2 separate regions of the Mus musculus genome follow, and region 2 is linked to region 1. Evidence: chromatin contacts called from public Hi-C data. All regions are on one chromosome and are shown on one strand. The core of a region is the stretch at or near the end of the contact, and the rest is flanking DNA. Distances in the headings are between cores, read along the strand shown. Region 1 has its middle 250 kb from the start of Lmx1a. Region 2 overlaps Pbx1 (pre B cell leukemia homeobox 1).

Evidence for each region. A called contact is a pair of places that touch in the nucleus more often than the background predicts.
Region 2: a contact with region 1 is called in a Hi-C map of uterus, with 4 times the contacts expected there. The contact joins two enhancer-like sites. A contact is called at or near these places in 2 of 484 Hi-C or Micro-C datasets (both in uterus) and 3 of 115 datasets of contacts at active chromatin or transcription factors (astrocytes, embryonic stem cells and fibro-adipogenic progenitors).

What each region holds. Positions count from the first base shown.
Region 1 is chr1:167,937,593-167,944,927 of GRCm38.p6, forward strand. No RefSeq gene overlaps it. Among named protein-coding and RNA genes, the nearest start is that of Lmx1a, 250 kb to the left of the region's middle. Within about 2 kb of position 4,534, at least 21 of the 459 cell types and tissues checked have an H3K27ac peak or open chromatin away from gene starts, as enhancers often do. A contact at or near this core is called in uterus, where this site is marked.
Region 2 is chr1:168,242,511-168,248,941 of GRCm38.p6, forward strand. The region is part of intron 2 of Pbx1 (pre B cell leukemia homeobox 1); the gene reads right to left. Among named protein-coding and RNA genes, the nearest start is that of Gm51671, 100 kb to the right of the region's middle. Within about 2 kb of position 1,416, at least 19 of the 459 cell types and tissues checked have an H3K27ac peak or open chromatin away from gene starts, as enhancers often do. A contact at or near this core is called in uterus, where this site is marked.

The DNA.
Region 1 (7,335 bases), core at 3,284-5,783:
CTCCATTTCCCGAGGTCACACTGCCGTCATCTAAACCTGGCATTGCTGCATTTGCTCTGAAAGCAGCTCCAGGGTTCTGATACACAGCTAAGACAAGAGTCCCCGTATAATAGCAATCGCAGCAGTTTATAAAAGTCAGACCGGATCCACTTTCAGACTGTGTCCTTCCAGGGAGGAGGGGGAAGGGCTGTTATTTAGAATTTGAAATCTTTCATTGTAAGCTGTGCCCTACCATTTTCTGTCTCCAGGAAGGACCATCTCATTTAGGAATTAGGCCTGTCCCTCCCTCTCCTGCTTCTCACGGTCACCAGGCAGGACTGCAAGACCCTGGAAGTTTTCTAGATCAACAACTGAGGTCACCTGTTTCAGGCTGTGTCTGGTTCTCTATTTAAACGAGGCCAGTCTTTTGTCCAGTGCCTGTCCTGCTCTGCCTGTGATTTTTATGCATATTCTCACCAAACTGCTTGCTTGGGATTATGTAAATAAAGCAATTGGTAGCAGGTAAACAGAACAATTATGGTAGTGGCAGATGTATGGGGATATAGGTGTGACCTGTAATGCAGGAACTGGAGTCGCCACCCTCCTCCACGGGTATCCCTTTCTTCCTTTGCACTACCCAGTGAACCTGAGAAGTGTCCCAGTGGAAGGCAAACTGTAAACATGCCACCCAGTAAGCTCCTGACCCAGGCTGCACAGACTTGAACAGTCCACTAGTTGCCTCTTGAATATCCCTGGCCCATCCCAGCTTAGTCTTCAGTCTTTCATCCTATTCAGGCTTTGTAGAGCTGAGGAGAACTGCCCTCAAGTGGCTGTGAGCAGAATTCCATCCACTCTGTCTGCTCTGCACTGGGAGACTAGCTGATGAAGATCATCATGGGTGCTCAACTCTGGCTCTTCAAGGCAACAACCTCAGAGCCATTCCCCATCTCCCATCTTCCACCTCCCCTTGTAATTTCGGAACTATTTCTTTTTTAAACATTTTAATTAATTAGCTAAGTGTATGTGTGTGTGTGTGTGTGTGTGTGTGTGTGTGTGCAAACCATGTTATGTTGCATGTGTGGAACTTGCAGGAGGAGGTTCGCGCCTCTTACCAGGAGGGACACAGGGATTAGTGAACCTCAAAGCCTTTCCTAGCTGAGGCATTTCAGAGTTCTTCAGCCTCTTCCTTACATATGTTCAGGGCAGGCACATGCTTTTCTAGATAATCCCTTTGTCCCAGAGAGTGACTAGTTAGAGGCCTAGCTGCTACCCATTTAATAGTAGTAGGGAACCCTACAAGTTCTGGCATAAAAAGAAATGAGACAAACACTGTCCCTGGTTCCCAGGGAAGCAAAGAGGGGACGGTGGCTGTCATCCGCTGTCTTAGAACTTCTGCCAGGCCACACACTGAGGAAATTAACAAGACAAAACCCAAACCAACCATTTCCTGGCTAGGGGAGAGTGATGATGCTTGTACAGTCTTGGGGATAACAGAGTCTGTTTTGGGTGAAGCTCTTCGAAGGGAAAGCTTAGACCCTTGAAGCTGAGACCCTCAGCAGGCGATGCCCCAGAGGAGGAGCTCATCTAATATAACATTCGCTCAATTTCAGGGACTTCAAAGAAACCTTGATCCATCAGAATGGTGCGTGCAGTCTGCAGTCTAGAAGATCCTGGATGTTCTCATATCACCTCATGCTGTAGGAAGAGTGGCCACGAGTGTCTGCTTTGGAGAAGGCCTTGGATAAGTGGCGAAGAAAGGCCTGAAAAATCCAAAGGGCAAGAGATGTAGAGGGCAGGAGTCTACAATGCTATGGCAGAAGTTAAAGAGGAGAAAGTATGCACTCTAGCAGTGGCGAATACCACCACGGGCAGAGCCTTGAAGGCCTGGCATTGTGTGCCCACCCGAGCTCAAGGACAAAGGCTTCACAGGCAGAAGATGCGGAATGGAGGGGAATCATGAGTAGGGTACCCTGGCAGTTAGAAAAGGCACAGTGGACAGGAGTCGCCATTGGGGGGTACACTGGGCAGAGTCTCCCTTGAATCAGTCATTTTTTTGTATTTTTTTCCAGGATAGCAGCTAGGATGAGGTAGGGACCCAGAATTCAGTTGGGGAAGATGATGAACATTTACGGCCTTTCTGACTCTGTTTAACAAAGACCATATTCTCTTCATGGGTAACTCTCTATGGTTAGCCACCCTTGTTAAACAATTTTCAGGAGTTAGGCTCACAGTGTGGAAGCTATCTGCAGCGCCCAAGCAAACATCTGGTCTCGGATCACCACGCTTAGTTTTAATAGCATGTTGTCTCAGTTGGGTGTGGTTTTGTTTTTTATTGGACACAGTGTTTAGAACTAAGAACCAGGGCTTATGCTTTAAAGACCTACAGGAAAAAAAAAAGTCCCTAAGACTTCTATACTTTAGCAACTGAGGACAACTCAGTCTGGAGAACCCAAAGCCCAGAGCTAAAGCCATCAGCTCCATGGTCATCATTCCTGGTTTTAAGGACTATTCTTTGCCCTCTTGTGTTGCTGCGGTAAAATCTAAGAGACACTGTCCAGAGCTCCACCTGGTACCCCGGCTACCCTATCATTCTGACGCTCCAAGAATCCCCGTTTTCTTTTGGCCACCCTTGTGTTCTCTGAGATGCCTTGTCTGCCATTTCAAGATGGGATCACTGTCCTTTGGAAACAGCACAACCATTACTGTCTTAAAACCAAAGCAGCTTTGAGTACCCACACCAGCCCTCACATTGGGCCTATTAGCTTTGCCCTGTGAAAGGGAAAAGAAACTCAAAAGCCTCATGAAGTGCTCACTAGACTCTGTGAGATAGGAATACTCTCTTCACCTGAAATACCTAAGTGGTTAACAGTTTCTGGCGAATGGAGATATTCCTAGGTGGAGTAGCTGCCCATAAATTTCTCATGATCCTGTAGGTAACTCTAATAAAGTTATTATTATTACCAAATTGGACTTGGATGAAATGATTTCTTTGGTCTGGCATTGGTGGACTATGTGGAGTGAATACATATTTGTTCATGTATCCCAAGGAAAATAACACATTGTCCACACAGAAGGACACGAAGATAGCACAGCTTCAGGTCACAGAGAACATCTGGTTAAGAGACTCTTATGCTCCCAGGAGGGTCCAGGTCACCGGGGAATCTGCCAGGTTCTGTCCTCTGGGATCTTCAGGAACTTGTGATGTTTTGTTTCCTGTTAGCTTCTGTGGCTAGGCTTCGTGTGGCTAGGCTGGTAGATATCCTAAGATGCAGTGAGCAGTTCAGGAGACCCCGTTCTGTCCCCACCAACTTTGTTCATGAATGCCTTTTTTTGCGAAAGGTCAGTGTTCAACGAACCTAGAAACAATTCTTTGCTTTACCGGATATTTTTTACTGTTTCATTTTTAAAACATCATGGCCATCACCGTCGTCATCATCATTATTATTGTGTGTTGAACACGCAGAGGTCAGAAGACGACTTCGTGAGGTCAGTTTGGTTTTCTCTTTCCATCTTTATTTACATGGAATATAGGGCACAAACTAGGATTGGCAGGTTTGTGCTGCATGCATCTTTACCCACTGAGCAGCCTGGCCAATGTTTAATCATAACAATAAAGACAACAGCTACAGTAGCAGCAGCAAAAACAACAACAGCAACAATAGCAACATCAACAAAAATAACAACAGCAGCAGCAGCAACAACAATAACACCAACAGCAGCAGCAACAACAATAACACCAACAGCAGCAACAACAACAACAACACCAACAGTAGCAACAACAAGGACGACAACAACAAAATAACAGCAACAGCAGCAGCAGCAACAACAACAAGTGCCCCACAGCAGCAAAACCAGCCGTACCTTCAATACCAGGACAGATGGTCCTTGACTTATGATGTCTCGTGTATGAGGGCTGAACTTTACAGCATTGTAAAAGTGATGTGAATTCAGCAGAAAGCATGCTTCACATTTCAAATTTTTGATCAATTCCTTGGCTAGTGACAGGCATCATGACCCCGTCTCCAGGTTGGACAGTGTCAGTCAGCCGCAGCTCCCAGTCAGCCAGAGCATCAGCAGCATCGTGAGGAAAAACAACTGACAATGCTCAGGCAGTTGCTAAGCTGTGACATTTGGCAGTTAGGATTAAATGCACTCTGACTTCTGGCATTCTCACTATGATGTATCTATCGGCTCGGCCAGCACCTCTGAATGGTACCATCCCAACTGGTGCATTAATGCCTGTCCTTTTTCTAGCTTATCTGTCATTAGAGTCAAGGAACTTTATGTTCTAGGATACTCAGATCTGGATATTCACATACTTAAATACAGATTGCCTTGCTTTATCTAATTGACTAATTTAAATTTTTATTTTGTTTTAAAAATCACTTCCTTTGTATTTTTTTTGTAATAAGTACTTTTGTTGACTATTTCAAAATTACACAAATAGATACAATATGTTGAATACAAATAGCAAAAAGGAGTAGAATGTGACTGACACAGGGTGGTTAAGAGACATTTAAGGCTCAAGCGATTGATGCAATTTCACAAGAAATCCACTGGATGGCGCAAGAATCTCATGCAAATACGTCAGGGGTGGCTACTAGAGAATTCCATTTCTCTCACATTAAATCAAAAGTGATACAAATTGTTGTAAAAGGTGTGCATCTCCCCCACATCCTCACAAGGGATTGTATTTTTCTCCTTTTTTTTTTTGGCCTGTGTGTTGGCAAGGCACTAGTCTCCTGTATTCACGGTCAGAGCCGGCCCCTGAGTCTGTTTTCCCTAAGGTTCAATGCCAAGCCTTCAGACGTGGCCAGTTGCGCGGGGAAAATGACTGCTTTAGCTTTGGTAAAAATCTGAGGAGCAGAATTTTGAAGAATGAGAATTAAAGCTGTACTCCACACTGTGTTGAAGTTTGCCATACCAGCGTTACCGGCTCTGGGACAAACAGCACTGTCTTCTCCCCAGCGTAAAACACAGCATTAATATTAACATGGAGAAAGGGCCAAGCAAGAGAAACTGCATTGATGCTTTTATTCATTTATTTATCAGAGCAAAACTATTTTGTGTATGTGTATATGTGTTTGGTCATGTATATATGTATTCCGTGTGTGTGTGTGTGTGTGTGTGTGTGTGTGTAGGTCAGAGGTTAATGTCCAGTAGCTTCCTCAGTTACTCCCTTTGATGTCTTGTTTTGTTTGTTTTCATGGTGAATAATGTGTAGTTAAGATCAATAGCTGTTTGGAGTGTAGCTCAGTGCATGGGGCCCTGGGTTCAATCCCTAGCACCTCTAACTACAAGTCTATCTTTGGGGCTGGAAAGAAACTTCAGTGGTTACTATTGCATCCTGCTCATACAGAGGACCCAAGTTCAATCCCCAGCTATCAACCACCTGTGACCCCAGCTCCAGGAATCTAGTGCCCTCTTCTGGCCTCTGTGAGTGCCTGTGATCAATTGTGTAAACAGGTGGACACCACATAATTAAAATAAACCTTTGTTTTTTTAAGTAAAGAATTATCCGCGGGATTTAACTGGATTTCAGTGGAGCTGGAACTCCATTTAAGTGCTCCCAGATTTGTTGGCAATAGCTAGAGGACCATAATCAGGAGTCAGACGGACTTGTGCCTTCTTCTCCCCGCCAGCCTGATTGATTCTGGTTATTCCAACATAGAATTTCTTCCCAGCCTGGGGCTTATTGGCCTTGGCACCTATGACGAACAAAGTGTGTCATTGTCTTTGTCTGACATGGCTGACTTGGCAGTCAGGGGAAACTGGATGACGACATAGTGGTCGAGTTTGTTTTTCCTGGACATACTCTTGCCAAGGGCATTTGGACCACATCCAGAGTGGCCCTGCCTTGGGCTGCCAGAAAGTGGGTGACATGTACCCCTTCTCTTTTTTGTGACTGTGGACGTCTTTCTGCACCACTTTCTCGATCACGAGAGACTTTGGCTCGGAAGCTTTTGGTCTTCACTTTCATGGTTGTATTGGTCTCCACCTTAGTTTTGAGGCAGGGTCTCCCACTAAGCTTGCCAATTCCCCAACACTGCTGAGCTCGCCAGCCCCAGGGACTCCTCATGTCTGATGCCTCTGCTCTGCCCAACTGTGTATGCTTCTGAGAATCGAACTCTGGTCCCTATGCCTTTAGGGCAAGCACTTTAGCAACTGGGTCGTCTCCCAGCCTGGAAAAGTTATTTTATTTTATTTTATTTTATTTTATTTTATTTTATTTCATTTTATTATTCAGAGCATCTTCCAGATCTTAACATACTGTAGAGGCCTCAGCTGCCCGAGGTCAGGCAAGGGAAGGAGCCCTCACAATTGAAATCTGTCTCTTTTGTGTCTCACACAGCTCCTCGCCTAGGTTTCTATCCACATTTATAAGTGTGAAATGAGTGCGCAGAGCAGTTTCTGAGGTTTATTGGAAGAAACGGAGGCTGTGTAAAAAGCACAGACTGGGAACATGATGCAAAGTGGGAAGAAGCAGCTACGGTTCAAGGTCCTGGGTTCCTCAGGCTGGGGAGGCAGAGAGGCCCAGGGCAGAGACAAAATACTTGGGAAGCTCGAGGCTCCGCTCACGACCAGGTGGACCGCTCATCGTGGTGGATGCTGAAATGTTTACTATACAAACAAACACCCAAATTTGCTTTTATTTTATTTTCTAATTTCATCTGTTGCGATGCTTCACACTGCACACTTTGCTTAGAGCAGGTTAATTGCAGGATTACAAGGATGTGCGGAGGCCAGGGATTGATTATGCATGGCTCAAGCCTCCTTTGCTAAAGGAAGGTCATTTCATAATCTAAAACCATCAGCCCCTGCTGTTCCCCAAGAACTGTACCAGTTCCATTCCAAAGGTTTGCCTGCTTTAGACATAGGAAGTAGCCAAAGAAGCCCCACCCACAGAAGCTAGAGACCAGAGGTAATCAGCAGCTTCCACAGACATAGAACACCACTAAGTGTCTCCCTCATTCTTTCTTTTCTCCCAGGCTAGGATCTACCCAGCTAGCTCATGGTTGAAACCAGCTTGAAATTGACTGGCTTTTGTAAGGTTTTTGCACTTTGTTGTAGCTTCCATGTCTTTATCTCCAAGGAGCTTTTGGCAATGTCTGGGGGCACTCTGACACACATTTGTCAATAATGAAATAGGTAGGACACTATTGGCATTGAGTGGGCCAAGTCCGCGGGTGCTGCTTCGGAAGCCATATGCAAAACAGCCCTGAAACAAGAAAATATGAAGAGGAGAAGAGGTTGGAATGCTCAGTGGTCAAGAGTACTGAGGCTCTTCCAGAGGTCCTGAGTTCAATTCTCAGCAAACACATGGTTGCTCACAACCATCTAAAATGTGATCTGATG
Region 2 (6,431 bases), core at 166-2,665, 300 kb after region 1:
ATGGTTCTGGTATTTGGGCTCAGCCAAATCAAGCTATAACTGGTGGCCTGCATAATGGTTTCCTCTGTCACCATCCTCTCCCCTGTGAAGTTACACGGCAAGTTACACTGAACTGATGCTCTCTATGAAAATTAATGTATTGTGGTATGAAAAACATTAAACAAAAGCCTATAAGCCACATGGGTTGTTTTTTTTTTGTTGTTGTTGTTGGTTTTTTTTTTTTATGCATATAGTCAATTACTCAGAATGGAGAGACTGGGCCTGCCGTCGCTTTCACATCCAGTGTACATTATCCTAGCTGCTGCTGAGCAGAGGTTTTAGCTGCTCCGCTTTAAAACTTTACTTTCTCTTCACTTGCATTAGGCCTGGCCCTGACTGAGTACCTACTGTATGCTAGGTACAGTGCCCAGAGAACACAGTAGGTACTTAATATATTCCTATAGGATTGACTGCCTACAAAAGATCTTCGTTTCAAGCTTCCTGCTTACTGGTATTAAGGGGTAGGGACATAATCTACTACCACACTTTAGAAGGCACTGTCTAATTATGTATTAGAACTCCCTTGACTGTCATGCATAGTCCCTTGACTGGCCAAGTATAGAAGTTCCAGCAAGGCTGTGGTATATCGATAGAGAAAAAAGGCAGGCAGTATGAGCAAGCAGGCTTCCATGCAACCACTAGCACCAGCAATCACCTTCCTCCCAGCCTGTGCCAGGGACAATTAAGCAGGGACCTTGCATCATCTCTCCTATGGCCTCCTCTCTCGGCAGAGCCAGAATCAATCCCTGGCATCAGGTCACATAGGAAACCTGCCTGTCCAGAGCCCGCCTGCAGCTCAGGATGTCAGTTCCCACGAAGCCACACTGCAGTCGCTCAGAGTGGGAGTTTTATTAGCCATAAGCTGTGACACCATGCATTGATATATTTAAGCAATAATGAACAAGGAAAACGGCGGTTGTCTGAAGCGGCCACCGAAGTGGTAAAAATAACCAACAGCGTTTTGTGAACGCAAGGCTCCAACTCACAGATCAGAGACTCGTCGAGGGAAGAAAATGATGAAGGTTTGAGATGGTAAAATCAGAGGACTCAAGAAAAACTGTTGTAAGATGTACAGTGCCATGCGACCAGGAGCTGGAGATGGTCAAGGATGTTCAGGGACCACTGGAAGGTTTGGAGAACACTCGTCTGTAAGTGAAAATTCAGATACTTTCCATTGTTCTGCCTCCCCTGAAGTCTAATTATCTCCAAAGCCATGGCCTACAGCGTTCAATCACAACAGTAAAAATGTTTTAGTGAGAAACACTAAAAAAAGCTCCGAATATTTACTGGATCCTATCAGATTGGAAGGTTCACCATGGGCAGCCCACAGAGAAGCTAACTATGGCCTTGCGTTGCAGCGTGAATCAGCCTGGTGCTTGACAAAGCCCAGCAAGTCTTCCCGGGTCAACGCAACCTAGTGTGGTCACCCTAATGGAAATGTGCTGGGTTATGGAATACGAAGAGCATGACTTAGAGGTTACAAAAACAAGGCTTCAATGAGCTTGGCAAACGCCTCTCACGAAACCTTTCTCTCCCCCTCAACACTCAATCGACAACAGGTGGGGCATGCTGACTTCACTGGCCAAGCACGCTAAACGGTAATATAGTTTCTATGATTAAAAGGGCCGGTAAGATAACAGCAGATTTTCAAAGTTCAAAGGTGACTTCGGGGTGGCTGGCTGCTGTTTATCTTCTTTTGATCAGCCCTTTGAGTATTCCTAATTTGGTCAAACTTTAGTCGTTAATTAAAAATATGAATCTTCAGTGAATAAGTTCAGGCTTCGATATTGGGGCTCAAACATTATCTTCCGAAAGGCTTTTTACTTCAAAACTTTCCCATCGTGAGAACTGTGTGAAAATTACAGCATTTCCTGGCTTTTCTTCTCTATCCTTTGTGAACTTGACCTTTTAAAGTCTTGGCCATCCCATCAACATCATGGTACATACCTTCTACCATGTTCTGTGTTCCTGAACCAATATATCTTATATATATTCCTCTACCAAACTCTTAGTTCGGGGGGGCGTGGGGCGTGGGGGGCAGTGGACTCTGCCATCTTAGACAGGATCCTAGAAAGAATTGTTCGCCTTGACTGCTAAGTAATCCTCTACACCCTGAGCTTCAAATTACCTACACTTCGCACTGTGGCACTGTGTAGCAGAGCTAAGATAGTTGAACACATCAATAAGTTCTGGCATATAATATCAAAGCTCGATTCTCACTGAGACGGTCGTTACCCAGATTTAAACACTGACGTTTGGATCATATGACTTTCACGTTGCTGTTGACTGTGTTAGAAACTCTCTCAATCCCACAGTGCATCCTTTTGGTTTACATATCAAAAGCCTAAACGCAGATGTATCTTTGTACACAGAATCATAATGTATGTTACCCACATTTCCGTCCTCCATTTCCCCTTAAGCCTTGAACTTAGTGAGCCAAGAAATACACCAGGAATTATCCAATCTGTTTCCCTCTCGTGAGTCAAATCTACAGCAGTGATTTTCCCACTACATAAACTCCTATCTTGAACTATACAATTGATGTCATGCACTACCATAACCCTGTAGGTGACATTAGGCTATCTTGAGATCTTGAAGCCAAGTGCATCTTTTTAAAAATCGCAGCAGAGAGCAAGAAACTGCAAGTTAGAGCATATGTGCACAGCCTCTCTAGACACAAACCTGTAAATTATCTCTCAGAAAAGAAAAAAAGAAAGAAAGAAAGAAAGAAAGAAAGAAAGAAAGAAAGAAAGAAAGAAAGAAAGAAAGAAAGAAAGAAAACTTACAATTTTTAACATGTTTTGCGGTGCTCAAATTAAAATGAGCTTTTCCTTAACAGAAAAATTAAGCTTCTATCTCAGGCCGCTATTTTCCATAAGATTACAAAGGGAGAAAAAAAATCTAGAAAAGTCTTTTGTAGGAAAGACTTGGGGTTCATAGGACAATGTGCGTGCGGAGGGACAGCAGACCAGGTTTTGTGATCAGCCATCCCTGTGCACTGCCATTCATATGATATGACAATGATGGCTTACATCAAAAGCCACAGTGCAAATAATCCCCTTCTCCATGCCATCCACAGCAAAAGCCAGCCCCTAAAACCAGGGGCAGTGTGCCAGCATACACGCTCCTTAGATGCCAGCTCGCCTCTGTGCAATGGATGAAGCAAGGGAGCCTTTTCCCCTCTGAATTGGGTTTTTCAATGAATGCTGACTGGCACCAGGAGGCACCTTGGGCCCCCAGAGCCTTCTTAAAACCCTGGCAGCCTGCCAGAGGAGCTCCAACTTTGCAGCCCAGAGAAAGCCATGTTGGCAGCTTGTCAGGAGCCGGGGAGTTACATGGCGCCCTGGGGGTAATAATATTTTCCAGAACGCTCAAGCTAATAGTCCCATGATGGGCGATTGAAAGGACTGTAGGTATGCTCTTTCCTGTCCTCAGCCTTAGAGTTCTCATCCATCTCTGCAAAGTGCTGAAGCATGCCCTGCGACCTCTGTGGCAGTTAGGGACACCGCCCTTTGTTTTGTTTCATTTACTGTGTTCTATCCAAGCCCAGTCCGGCTTCTACTTATTACCATGCTTCAAATCCATTTTGTTGAGGAAAAAGATAATAAATGTTAATGTAGTTTGAAGCAGAGTGCACCTTTTATCTTTAAAGGAATAGAATTGTGTATCCATAAATGTATTGTTTAAATTCACCCAAGTTCTGTAGGATCTCTGGCTCGCGTAAATTGGATGACAAGGGATCTTCAGTCAGTTATGTTTCTTAGGGTAGCTGAGAGAAAGAGGGTAGATGGACAAGTTTCTTGTTCTTTTACCAAAGATCTGGTGAGAGGCAAGCTGTATCCCCTATGCCCAAATCCACCTTTAGTCTCTTAAAATCTTATCTCTAAAACTCTTAGTCTCGTCGGGATGGCTTTGACATTTTAACATCACGGTAGCTGGACAGTGATGTAATGTGAGGCTCTGTGTATTTTAATTGTTAGAAAGGCAAAGGCAGAATATCCAAGTACAGTGTTTTAAGCTTAAGAGAGAGCGAGAGAGAGAGAGAGAGCTCCCTAGTGTGTCACCATCCAGGTGTGTTGAGCTATTTCAAAGGTTGTGACATATGAGCACAACAGGCTGAAATCATCATGATGATGATAACAATAATAACAATAGCCCATAAACTCACGTGTGTTCATTTGTAATCTCTCCTTCTTTCCCTTTCTCTTTCCCACAGCACCCTCTATTTTAGAACAATAAACTGAATTTTAGCCACTCTAGCAAAACGTGGGTAGCCATGCCATGTGAATAGACAATAATAACTCTTCCAGTCCCTGCAATGCAACTGAACTGAAAGCCACATACAGGTTGATGCCAGTTTTACGTGTTGAAACAAACCAGTCACTCTTTCTCCCGCTAAGCAGTTAAATTAGAGAGTATTCAATTAATAACAGCTGAATATTCTGTCACATTTAGGAAGATGTATGGTAAGACAAGCGAGTTGTGATGTATCTGACAGAAATGATAAAGGCTCTCCCGACACAGTCTGGCAGATACTTGGCTCCTGCCGCGGCTCTTTCTCATGTTCTAAAACGTCAGCAGCACAGACCCAAGATCCAGCACTGGCTTCAAGGAAAGAAACATTCCAAAGTGAACAGGGAGGCCTTTGCCAAGTTCCCGAAAGGTGCCTTCTCTGCCTGTTTGCTAGGACCCATGTTCCTGTCCACAGGCCAGCAGGGCAGCAGGATTGACAGCCACAGGCACCAGTGCCCTGAACCCCCAGCCCTTGCTCAGTCTCCTCTGGCAGAGGTCAGTGTGTCCAGAGACCTGGCCACCCAGTAACCAAGGGGCTCCCTTTTTCCATTTGCACACTAAACAAGACGAAGAGCAATGACCTGGTCCCCAACGTGGTCAGGGTAATCCCTCCTGTCTTGGGCTCTTGCAGGCTGCCTGGGGGCCACCTTCTGAGAGCCAGAAAACTGCTCTCAGTACATTCCTGGCAGCTCCTGACCCTGAGCCTCTATTCACATTCCTTCACAAAACGGCCCAGGCTCAAATTGAAAAGGAAATAAAAGAGACCACAATAAAATTGCTAACATACGGAGTAACAGAGTGATCTGTGACACAATTCTGCTCCATGTTTTCCTTTCCCTTCAAGGACAGCTGGGCAGCCACTGAGGCCTGTGGACAAGGATCCATGATCATTTCCAATGTTCAGAGAGTCCAGCAACCACCAGGCAAGGGCTGTTGGCACTTAGGAATGGGTCTGCTTGCATGTCAAGGGACCAATGTGGTCCTACAAAACTCATTTCTACTGAAATGTCATCTTCTGAACTTGGGAAATAATGCACTAGAAACAATGATAAAGAGGTCTCAAGAAAGGAGAAGAGCCATTCACCAACACAGTCCCTCGAAAAGCAACTGCAACAACAAATACAGTAAGCAGACCACGGGAGGACCAATTCCTGTGGAGCATTATACTGGATGTGTTACATTGAGTTGGACTGGATGTGTTAAATAGACTAAGCAGCACTGGGTGAATCTATTCTCATGGAGCATTATACTGGATGTGTTAAATTGAGTTGCATCGCTCCAAACAAAAATCGTAAATTTGGATCCCCAGCACCCACATATCTATTACTGATGTGACAGTATGCACCCACAATCCTTGCACTGAAGGTGGGGTTAAAGGGGTGGGGTGGGGAGATGTTCACTGTTCATCCATGTTCACTGGCCAGCTAGTTTAGTCAATCAGCCAACTCCACACGTACCAAGAGATTCTGTTCCATAAAACAAGGTGGAGAGGGACAGAAGAAAGGGCATTCAATGTCATTCTGGCTCACCTGTACACAGATACACATGCACACACTCACTCACACATGCACACAATCAAATATGCAAGCACAAACACACACACACTGACACCCAGAATTGAAAAGGAAATCTCAGACACATCTTTTGCACTTTTTAAAAATTACTAGGCAATCTTTAAAAAAACAAAACGGAGAGAGTATACCAAGGGCCATTTTGTTTTACTCTCTGAGAGCATTTTGAGAGCAGAGATAAGACTGATATAGATGGTTGCATTTCCTGAAGAGTTAGGGTCATCTGGGCTCTTCTTTCATCATGTGCATCAGCAACACATTTCCAAACACAGAACTCAGCCACATTGGCAACGCCCCTACACCCATCTTCTGAGTCCATTTTAAAGAAGGTTTCTTTGCAAATTCCAGGGCAAAATATACATATGGACAAGTCTTTCCCTCCCCTCTTGAAGAGTAATTTATAAAATTGAAATTTATATTTCAGTTTATAGAATTGCTTCTAGGGGGTTGAAGACATATTTTCTCCCTCCCTCTCACCTTGCCCCCCCCCCACCGTGTGTGTGTGTGTGTGTGTGTGTGTGTGTGTGT